Linked DNA regions of Bos taurus: region 2 is linked to region 1. The links are chromatin contacts, called in public Hi-C maps. All regions are on one chromosome and are shown on one strand. Each heading gives the region's core, a stretch centred on a gene start, on an enhancer-like site or on the middle of the called end of the contact. The rest is flanking DNA. Distances are from core to core; before and after follow the strand shown.

What was found. A called contact is a pair of places that touch in the nucleus more often than the background predicts.
Region 2: a Hi-C map of skeletal muscle shows a contact between it and region 1, with 5 times the contacts expected there. The contact joins the promoter of LOC132345358 here to the promoter of CBX7 in region 1. A contact is called at or near these places in 2 of 11 Hi-C or Micro-C datasets (blood and skeletal muscle).

The regions. Positions count from the first base shown.
Region 1 is chr5:110,606,231-110,610,476 of ARS-UCD2.0, reverse strand. CBX7 (chromobox 7) reads left to right here and starts at 1,619. Exons shown (of 6, transcript NM_001192618.1): 1 at 1,619-1,687; 2 at 3,846-3,889. The coding sequence starts at 1,619.
Region 2 is chr5:110,749,163-110,753,571 of ARS-UCD2.0, reverse strand. LOC132345358 reads right to left here and starts at 1,289. Exons shown (of 3, transcript XM_059887165.1): 1 at 1,165-1,289; 2 at 1-105. RPL3 (ribosomal protein L3) reads left to right here and starts at 1,505. Exons shown (of 10, transcript NM_174715.1): 1 at 1,505-1,524; 2 at 2,501-2,693; 3 at 3,432-3,600; 4 at 4,156-4,291. The coding sequence starts at 1,522. LOC112446859 (small nucleolar RNA SNORD43) reads left to right here and starts at 1,988; the gene lies at 1,988-2,051. It overlaps LOC112446879 (small nucleolar RNA U82P), which reads left to right and starts at 4,100; the gene lies at 4,100-4,155.

The sequences.
Region 1 (4,246 bases), core at 370-2,869:
ATCAGACCTCTGTCTGTGATCATCTTCCTCCAGCCTGAAGTTCTTCCGTTGGAATTTCCTTTAGGGAGGGTCTGCTACTGGCAAAGTCTTAGTTTTTGTATTTGTAAATGTTATGATTTCCCCTTGTTCTGGAAAGACATTTTCAGTGGGTACATAAATCTTGAAATAAAATTTCACTCAGTTTCTAAAATGATGGTTATTTTCTTTCAGTGCTTTGGATGTATCATTCTACTGCCTCGGGCTTCCGTTGCTCCTTATAAAAAGTCCGTGCAAAATAATTTCTTTTTCTTTTCTCTTTTTCTACCCAGGACGCCAGGCAGAGGCGTCTGGACTTTATTCTGAGGGGCACAGGGAGCTATGGAAGGTTTTAAAGCACTAGAGTGATCCAGTCAGATCTGCATTTTAGAAAGCTCATTCTGACACTGTGGACTCGGCTCGGAGGGCATTGGTTGCTGTAGTCCAGAGAAAGGACAAGGGGTGTGGATGGGAGGAGATCAGAAAGGCAGGATTTGGGGGGTAAATGCAGGCAGGCGGTTGGGAACCCAAGGGGCACGGATGACTCGGGTTCCTGGTGAGGACGGAAAGCTGGCGCCGTAGTACAGACAGAACCGTGTTAGAGTGGATGGGGATAATGAATGGATTTGTTTGAGATCTCAAGATCCATTCATTCCACAGAGTCGAACACCTACTACGTGCAGAGTGTCAAGTGCGTGTGACTGGGGACTTGGGGCTGCGTGGCGTCAAAATCCGTTCCGCTGCACACCTTAGATTCGCCGCGGCCATACCTGCCGCCAAGTATTGCCTAGCGGGGGCCCTTGAGGCAGCGGCCGCGTGGGGACCGGGCGTCTCAGCACAACCGCCCGGACGGACAGACAGACGTTAAGGATGGACGCGGAGGCGCCTGCTCAAGACTGGCAAACCACACAGCTCCCGAGCCCGGATCCAGAGAGACCGCGGTACTGAGACGCCCTGACAGGTTGGGAAACCTTGGCCGTCCCCGCCCTCCTGACGCCCGAGGGTCTGCGCCGCGATCTCGTCTATTCTTTGTGAGAGGCGAGGCAAATGGCCTCCCCGCTCTCCCCCAGGCCCTCATATGCCCAACCGGGGCCAGGCCGTTTCCAGACCCTCAGAGTCACCGGGAGGACTTTAGAAAACACTCCTGGGTATTAACATCACGTCCAACAACCCTCGCCTAGCGGAGCCCGCGCCAAATAAGTCCCGCGGGCCGCCAGCTTTGGAAAGAGACACGCCGCGCGCGAGGCCCGGGGGCGGACCTCCAGAGGGGGCGGGCCCGAGCGGGGGCGGAGCCATGGAGGGGCGTGGCCGGCTAGACGAGAGCCGAGCCCCCGCTCCGCCCCGCCCCGCCCCGCCCTCGCCCCCGCCCGGCGCGCTCGCCCGCGGGCTCGCTCGCGCCGAGGAAAACGTTGCGCAGGTTCAAAAATGGAACGTCGGCGGCGTGAGGGAGCGCGAGGGGGTGTGCGCGCGTGCGCGTGCGCGTGCGCGCCCGGGCGAGGGTGACGGGGACCCCGCCGGCCCGAGCATCGCGCGCCGCAGCCGCGGCCCCGCAGCTCCGCCCCCGGCCCGGCCCGGCCCCGGGCCCGCTCGCCCGCCGCCCCGCATGGAGCTGTCAGCCATCGGCGAGCAGGTGTTCGCCGTAGAGAGCATCCGGAAGAAGCGCGTGCGGAAGGTGAGGCTGCCCGGGGGGCGGCTCCCAGGACCCCTATGGGGTCCCCTTCTGTCCCCAGTACTGTCCCCTCTACCCTGGAGGCCAGGGAGAAAGTGGGGGCGGGGGCACCCAGGCAGCCCCGCGCTGCCGGGCCCGTATCCCCAGCCCGTGCCTCAGTTTCCCCCGCCACCTTGTAGGGAGAGTAGAATTAAAAGTTGTCGCCCCAGGATGCTGGGGGCAGCTGAGCCAGCCAGAGCTGGAGATTAGGATCGGACTGGAGGGACCCCAAACGCTATCCGTTCTCACCCTCCTCTCATTAAATATGGGGAGACTGAGGCCCAAGTTGAAGAAACGGCTTGCCTCGTGTGTTCGCATCGGATCTGGGTCTCGAACTCAGGACTCTGTACTCTTGGTGCCAAGTCCTTTGAAGTTGGAGGCGGAGCTTTGGAAAAGCCTCCTCCCGCCTCTTAAGTTTAACTGCTGGACTTCGACCTTTTCCGATCGCCTCCACACCCCAACCTCCGCGTCTCTCCCCCACTTCAGTGCACACCCCCTCAGTCTTCCCCTCCCCGACTCCCAGCCCCGCCCGACGGCTCAGTGAAGCCGCCTACGGCGCTTCGGCATCCTCAAAGCTCCTCCCCCTTTGCCTTCGCCTCCCAAACGTACACCCAGCGATTTAAGGAGGCATCTGTTCTGCTGGGTTCGGTCCCCGCGCCTCGGGCCTGGACTTTGGCCGTGCCCATTTCCGGTGCACAGGTTTGCAAAGTAGTCTGGCCCCAGGCTGGAAGTTGGGACTGGAAGGCTTTGGGGAAATTCCCTGTCCCAACACTTAAAACCACTGTCCTTTTATCTCCTCCCTGTCGCCCCTAGGGAGGCTGTAACGGCAGGGCGGGAGTTGACCTCCTCCCATTTGACGGAGGCACAAACTGAGGCCCGGGCTAGGGAAGCGACCTGATCAAGGTCAAACAGTAAGAGATGAGTGCAGAGCAGGACCTCAAGTTGGCTCATTGCCGACTCATCTTTAAAGGGAGAAAACTCAGCCCTGGTATCTTGGGCTAAAGGTAACGGGGTTAAGGTAGGCCATGACCTTTTCTTTTCTTCCCCCAACTCCAATGGGGTTGAATTTTGTCTTCATGTCGGGGCTGCCCCTTCTCCTCCTCCCTTCCCTTAGGGTTTCCTCAATTTGAATTTGTTCCTCAAAACCCAGTGCTTTCTATGCAGTGTAGCCTAAGCACGTACATTAATTATCCCTTTCTACATGGGGCCCGTAGTGCCAGAGAGTGAGGAGCATTGTTCCTTTCACATTCATTCAAAATTCTGAGGACCTCTTATATACTAGGCACCAGTCTAAGTGCCAGGGGAGGGAGCTCCAGCCTTTGCAGAGCTGGCATTCTGGTAGAGGAGACAGGCAGCAAAAGAGGAAGTAAACAGATGCTTTCCACTGGGGTTGTGTGCCACACAGAAAGAGAACTATGAGGTGGGAGGGAGGGTGGCCAGGGCAGGCCTCTTTGAGGAGATGACATTATCTTGGTCTTAAAGTTCTAGTGTGGAGGGGTATCACCTGTCAGATTGGGAAGGCCCCTGTCACCTGTGCGGAAGGGAGGAACTTGGCTCTTATTTTCTCACTCCTGGAGGGAGGGATAAGCACCCTTTCTCACGGTGAGGACTGTCTGCCTTCTCTGGGGCCCTGCCAGGGTCTTTTGACTTGAGAGTAAGTTGAGAGTCTTGGAGTCACTAGCCTGTCCACTCTGGGCCAGAGGCACTGTCTCACAGGGATGGGGCTGATGGGGCTAGAGGCCTGGGGGACTCCCCAAAGAGGAGTTTTCTAGGACTTGGAGAGTCTTCTAATTTAAAAAAAGAGCATTCTGGTCTTTGCTCTGGCACACTGGACACTGGATCTTTGGCCATGCACGTTCCCACACGTGACATGGGCTCCAAGCTTGTACCGCAGGTACCCCTGAGGTGTGTAGGGAAGGCCCAGTGCACTCCTGTGCTCTCGCAGGGAGGATGGTCTGGGATGGACATGGAGCAGCCAAAGATTGAGAATCTCTGGTTGATGGGGGTCTTGTGTATATGTGTTGGGGGACTTCTGTGTGCAGAGGGGATTGGGCCTTCAGCCCTGCAAGTGGTCCTAGGGGCATCTGTGTATCTCACTGTCTCCTTCTCTCTTTCTCCCCAGGGTAAAGTTGAATACTTGGTCAAGTGGAAAGGATGGCCCCCAAAGTAAGGCTCCTTTGTGTGTGTGTCTGTCTGCCTACCTGAACATCCTTTCATCTGCCTTTTCCCCGCTCTCCTGCCTCACTTTTCACTCCAGCTGCTCTAGTAATTGGCCAGCTGACCTTGATTAAATCGTCCTCTTCTCTAGGCCTCAGTTTTCTCTCTGCCAGCTGAGGGATTTGGAGCATATGAGGGTCAAGGTGGGTGCCAGCTTCTCTTCAGAGTTGTGCTCCATCTTCTGGTTGGAGCCTCTGCTCCCCTGCTTCTGGCCTCTCCTGGCATTCAGCGGTGAAGACCCAGCATCTTGGCTTCAGAAATGTCCACCTGCAAGGTGGAGGGGCCCTCAAGCTGCAGCATGTACCA
Region 2 (4,409 bases), core at 40-2,539, 140 kb before region 1:
AAATAAGTTCATTCGTATCATATTTTAGATTCCATGAGTGATATCACAGTATTTGTCTTTTTCTGTCTTCACTCAGTATGATACTCTCTAGGTCCATCCATATTGCTGTAAATTGAATTATGAAAAAACTTAAGTCAGTTGGTGGCAAAAACGAAAGTAATCTGAATTTTTTAGGCAGCAAAGTTAGCCTTGAACTGTGGGGCTATTTATTCCACTCCATGTGAATATTCATGTCTCTTTACAGAATTAATGTGTTTCATTAAAGAGCTTAGGGAGGATTACATAATATACAGTATGTGCACCATATTGCATGATATTATCTAAAACATGAAAAATGCTGAATTTGGAAACAGATCTGGCCCCAAAGATTTCCAATAAGGGGCTGAGGACTCTCAACACTGCCACTGAGGGATGGAGTGAAGGTTAAATGAGAACGCTTTCTTAATAACGGTGTGAGCAATGGCCAGGCCCAGAATCAAAGAACAGAACAGGGTGGGATGGAGGTGGAAAGTGGAAAAGTGTGTGTGTGTGTTCACCCACAGAAAAGAGGCTGGAGCAGCTAGTTAGGGCAGATTCTTGGCTTGCAGGCTCAGGAGTTAAGCCTTAAACCAGAGGAAATAACTAGGAGTGGGGATGGGGAAGGGCACGGGAAGTAACCAAAAGATAATAATCTGGATGGACAAGCCTGGCGGCAGGGAGAGCAACTAGGAGACTCCTAGGTGACCACGAGCCCAGGCAGAGATCAGCGAGGGTCCTTCATGCAGAGGATCTGGGAGGCAGGGAGAGCCAGGCTTCGTGACACCCGGCAGCTGGTGAGGGTTTCTCCGCCTCAGACCTTTAGAATCAAGCGCCAGTCCCCGCAGCCCGATACTGGGAGAAATGGCCTAGATGGAGTTAGAGGGAGGGGAAACCCCAAATTAGCACGCATTAAAGGCAAGCTGGTGTCGGGAAGCGCCTCTGAGTTGGGAACCAGGAAAACCAGGGGCTCAGTCTTTTCTCTCCAACTTTGAGTTGGTGGGGGCTGTGCAACTGATTCCACTTCGACATGCCTGCAAAATGGCAACATCGATGATCTAGAGTGCCGGACGGAAATGATATACCACGTGAGAAAACGCTTTGGAACTGAAGCCCCAATAGGGTTATTCAATTCCAGAAGTGACTGACCCTTTTCCTTCACCGTAATAGCGCGTTTCAACGTTTCCTCAAAAGTTGGCTACTGTCCAACGCTTGTAGGGCGATAGTATTTTGATATTCCGCCGGCGCGTCCTAGAATTTTCAGGAAGTGTGATCCCAGCCGCTCGCCGTAGGACCTCTAAATCCCACCTACCAAACTGACGCCCTGGTCGGAACGCAAGCAAGGCGAGAACGAGCATGCGCGGAAATGGAGTCCAGCGTCGGCCCCGCGACCCGACGTCTGCCGCGGGTGCGCGCTCGCACGCCGGAAGGGGCGGAGCCAGACTAGGATTTATATATCTCGCGCGGCTAGCGGGCCGACCTCTACCGGCAGCTTCCGACGGCAGCATGGTATGTAGTGTCATGGCGGCTTCCTCTTTGTCGTGGTGGCAGGGCTGAATCCGCGGCACATCCCCGCCATCTCGGTTCACCCGGCGCCGGGGTTCTGCTGTAATATCACGGGGCACTCAGCGGAACCCGCGGCCAGGTCTATTTCCTGAAAACGTCCGGGACTTGAGGGTGGTTTGGGGCCTGCCTGTCGGCTGGCTAGAGGCCTTGGCTTGTGGGGCCTGGGCCCGACGGTTTTCAAACCATGGACTATTCCTAGATTTTTATCTCAGCATTTGAGATCCAAGTCGTGAGCCCTTTGGCAGGAGGACCTTGTGTGCGATTGTTTGGCTCTAGTGTTAAAGAGGTTCAGAAATCCAGGCCGGCAGGCTGGAGAGGGTATTCGGGACAGGGGTTGTTGAGGCCTCATTCTGAAACGTCTGGGAACGTTGGTACAACTCCTTTGGCCTCTAGAGTTGTCAGAAACCAGAAATGATGAACTTACTGACGGGCGGACAGAGACACTGTGCTGATTGTCATGTTCTGATTTGGCTCTGTCAAATTCTAGTGGCCACCATTTTCCGGTTTGGCTCCCGTTGGGAGCATGGGGAATCCTTCAGTACCATTGTCCACCACCCAGCCCTTTGACAAGGAGTCCCTGGGCAAAATGGCAATAATGATGATCAGAGTCTTGAGTGTAAGGCTTGTTAAGCGATCCTTAATGCGACTCTCTGCTGTGTGTGTGTCTTCTTAAAGAGGAAAAGGGGGATGGTTTGTTTTTAAGTTACAAGGTGAGGGGTTGAGGGGTTGAAGTAAATGTTCAAGTTTGACTGAGTAATACCTTTTGGATGTGTGATTACGAATAATTAAACAATTCTGAATGTAGATATCTTACCTGGGTTGCTGGCATGGAGTCGTCATTGCTTGAAATCCTCCTAAAACCTAGGCCTCTGGGAACAAAGCTCCTCAGAAGGTGCTAATGTTCTTCTATTTCTCTTAGTCTCACAGGAAGTTCTCTGCTCCCAGGCATGGGTCCCTGGGCTTCCTGCCTCGGAAGCGCAGCAGCCGGCACCGCGGGAAGGTGAAGAGCTTCCCCAAGGATGACTCTTCCAAGCCTGTGCACCTCACTGCCTTTCTTGGCTACAAGGCTGGCATGACCCACATTGTGAGGGAGGTCGATAGGCCAGGGTCCAGTAAGTACATGCTGCATCTTTCTAGCTGATGGGAGAGCTGGAGTTGACTAGATGGGGCCAAGCAGTCAGAATGGAGCAGGCTTTGGCGAGATCAACAGAACTTCTGGACTTCAGAATGGAAATATATTTTAGGATTGATTAGTATTCCGGAGTTCAGGTGACTGGCATTGTTCTGGGCAGAGGGGTGTAATGAAGTCAAGGAGCGTGGTGAGTAAATTTGTTAAGAGCCAAAGAACAGAAAGGTTCCCCCGCTGGCTCAGTGGTAAAAGAACCTGCCTGCTAAGCAGGAGACCCCTGGGTCGGTAAGATTCCTGGAAAAGGAAATGGCAGCACATTGCAGTATTTTTTCCCTGGGAAATTGAAGTAGAAAAGTGACTAGAACATGTAGCACTGATGACTGAAACAGATAGTGTTAGACAGTTAAAACGGTTTCTGGGCTCTAGTGTTACTGCCTTACTATACTTAGTATTCTTGTATTCTGAAAGCAATAAGGAATTTGTCTCTAGAGATGGCTGCAACAGACCAGAGCTGGAGCCAGACTTATGTGGTTGAGTAGGGTCCAGATGGTTTTCATTGAGTTGAAAATATCTGCGCGCCAGCTGAACAGTCTGCAGTGAGGACAGGCCTGAGAGGTGCAGACTTCTGCAGACCCGTCCTGTGAAGCAGATTGCTGGCCTGGAAGGGTGCGTGTGGGGACTCGCTAGTCCACTCAGCTTTGACCACCTACTTTATTTGCAGAGGTGAACAAGAAGGAAGTGGTGGAGGCTGTGACCATCGTGGAGACTCCGCCCATGGTGATTGTGGGCATCGTGGGCTACGTGGAAACACCCCGAGGCCTCCGGACCTTTAAGACCATCTTTGCTGAGCATATCAGCGACGAGTGCAAAAGGCGCTTCTACAAGAACTGGTAAGGGAGCCGCGGCTCGGCTCACCCTGGGCTGGGCCAGGGGAAAGGGCTGTGTGCTTTGTGGGGCCTCAGCTCCGTAGTCGGCGGCAGGGCGGCTGCTTTGGCGTCACATTTAGTCGTCTCTTGGGCAGAACAGTTCTCAGGAACAATGGGAGCAGCGTCCCGGGACATTTCCTTTGGTGTTGACCTCGGGTGCTGCCTCAGTTCGGCAATCCTTTAGGTTGCTGACAAGTATGGGGGTCTGTTTAGAGTGGTAACTGATACCCCCAGCCCACCCCAGGTGTGTGGTCTGGTTAATGGCTAATTTGGAGCAAGAATTTATTTGTGTATCCGAATGTTGTGTTTCATTATTAACCTTGTGGACCTCTGCTCAGCTCCGCTCGGCTCTGCCCGATGAGCTCCATCCAGGCTCCGCTTGCCGGTGGAAAAGGCTCCTTAGAAGCCGGCAATGAGCCCCGTCCCCACACGGTGCCTGTGTGCCTCCCCCTCACCCGTTGGAGGGCTGATGAAGGCTGGCACCTGGGCCCCCTCCCCAACTCTGCTCTGCTCCTGAAGGCATAAGTCCAAGAAGAAGGCCTTCACCAAATACTGCAAGAAGTGGCAGGACGCAGACGGCAAGAAGCAGCTTGAGAGGGACTTCAGCAGCATGAAGAAGTACTGTCAGGTCATCCGTGTCATTGCCCACACCCAGGTGAGTGCTGGCCAGGGCCACGGGGAGGGTCACTGCCCGCTGCTGCCCGGCTGAGGGATGGCCTACATGGTCACCGGTGGCTCTGGGGGGCACTCTGTTATCTTCTGAATTGACTCTG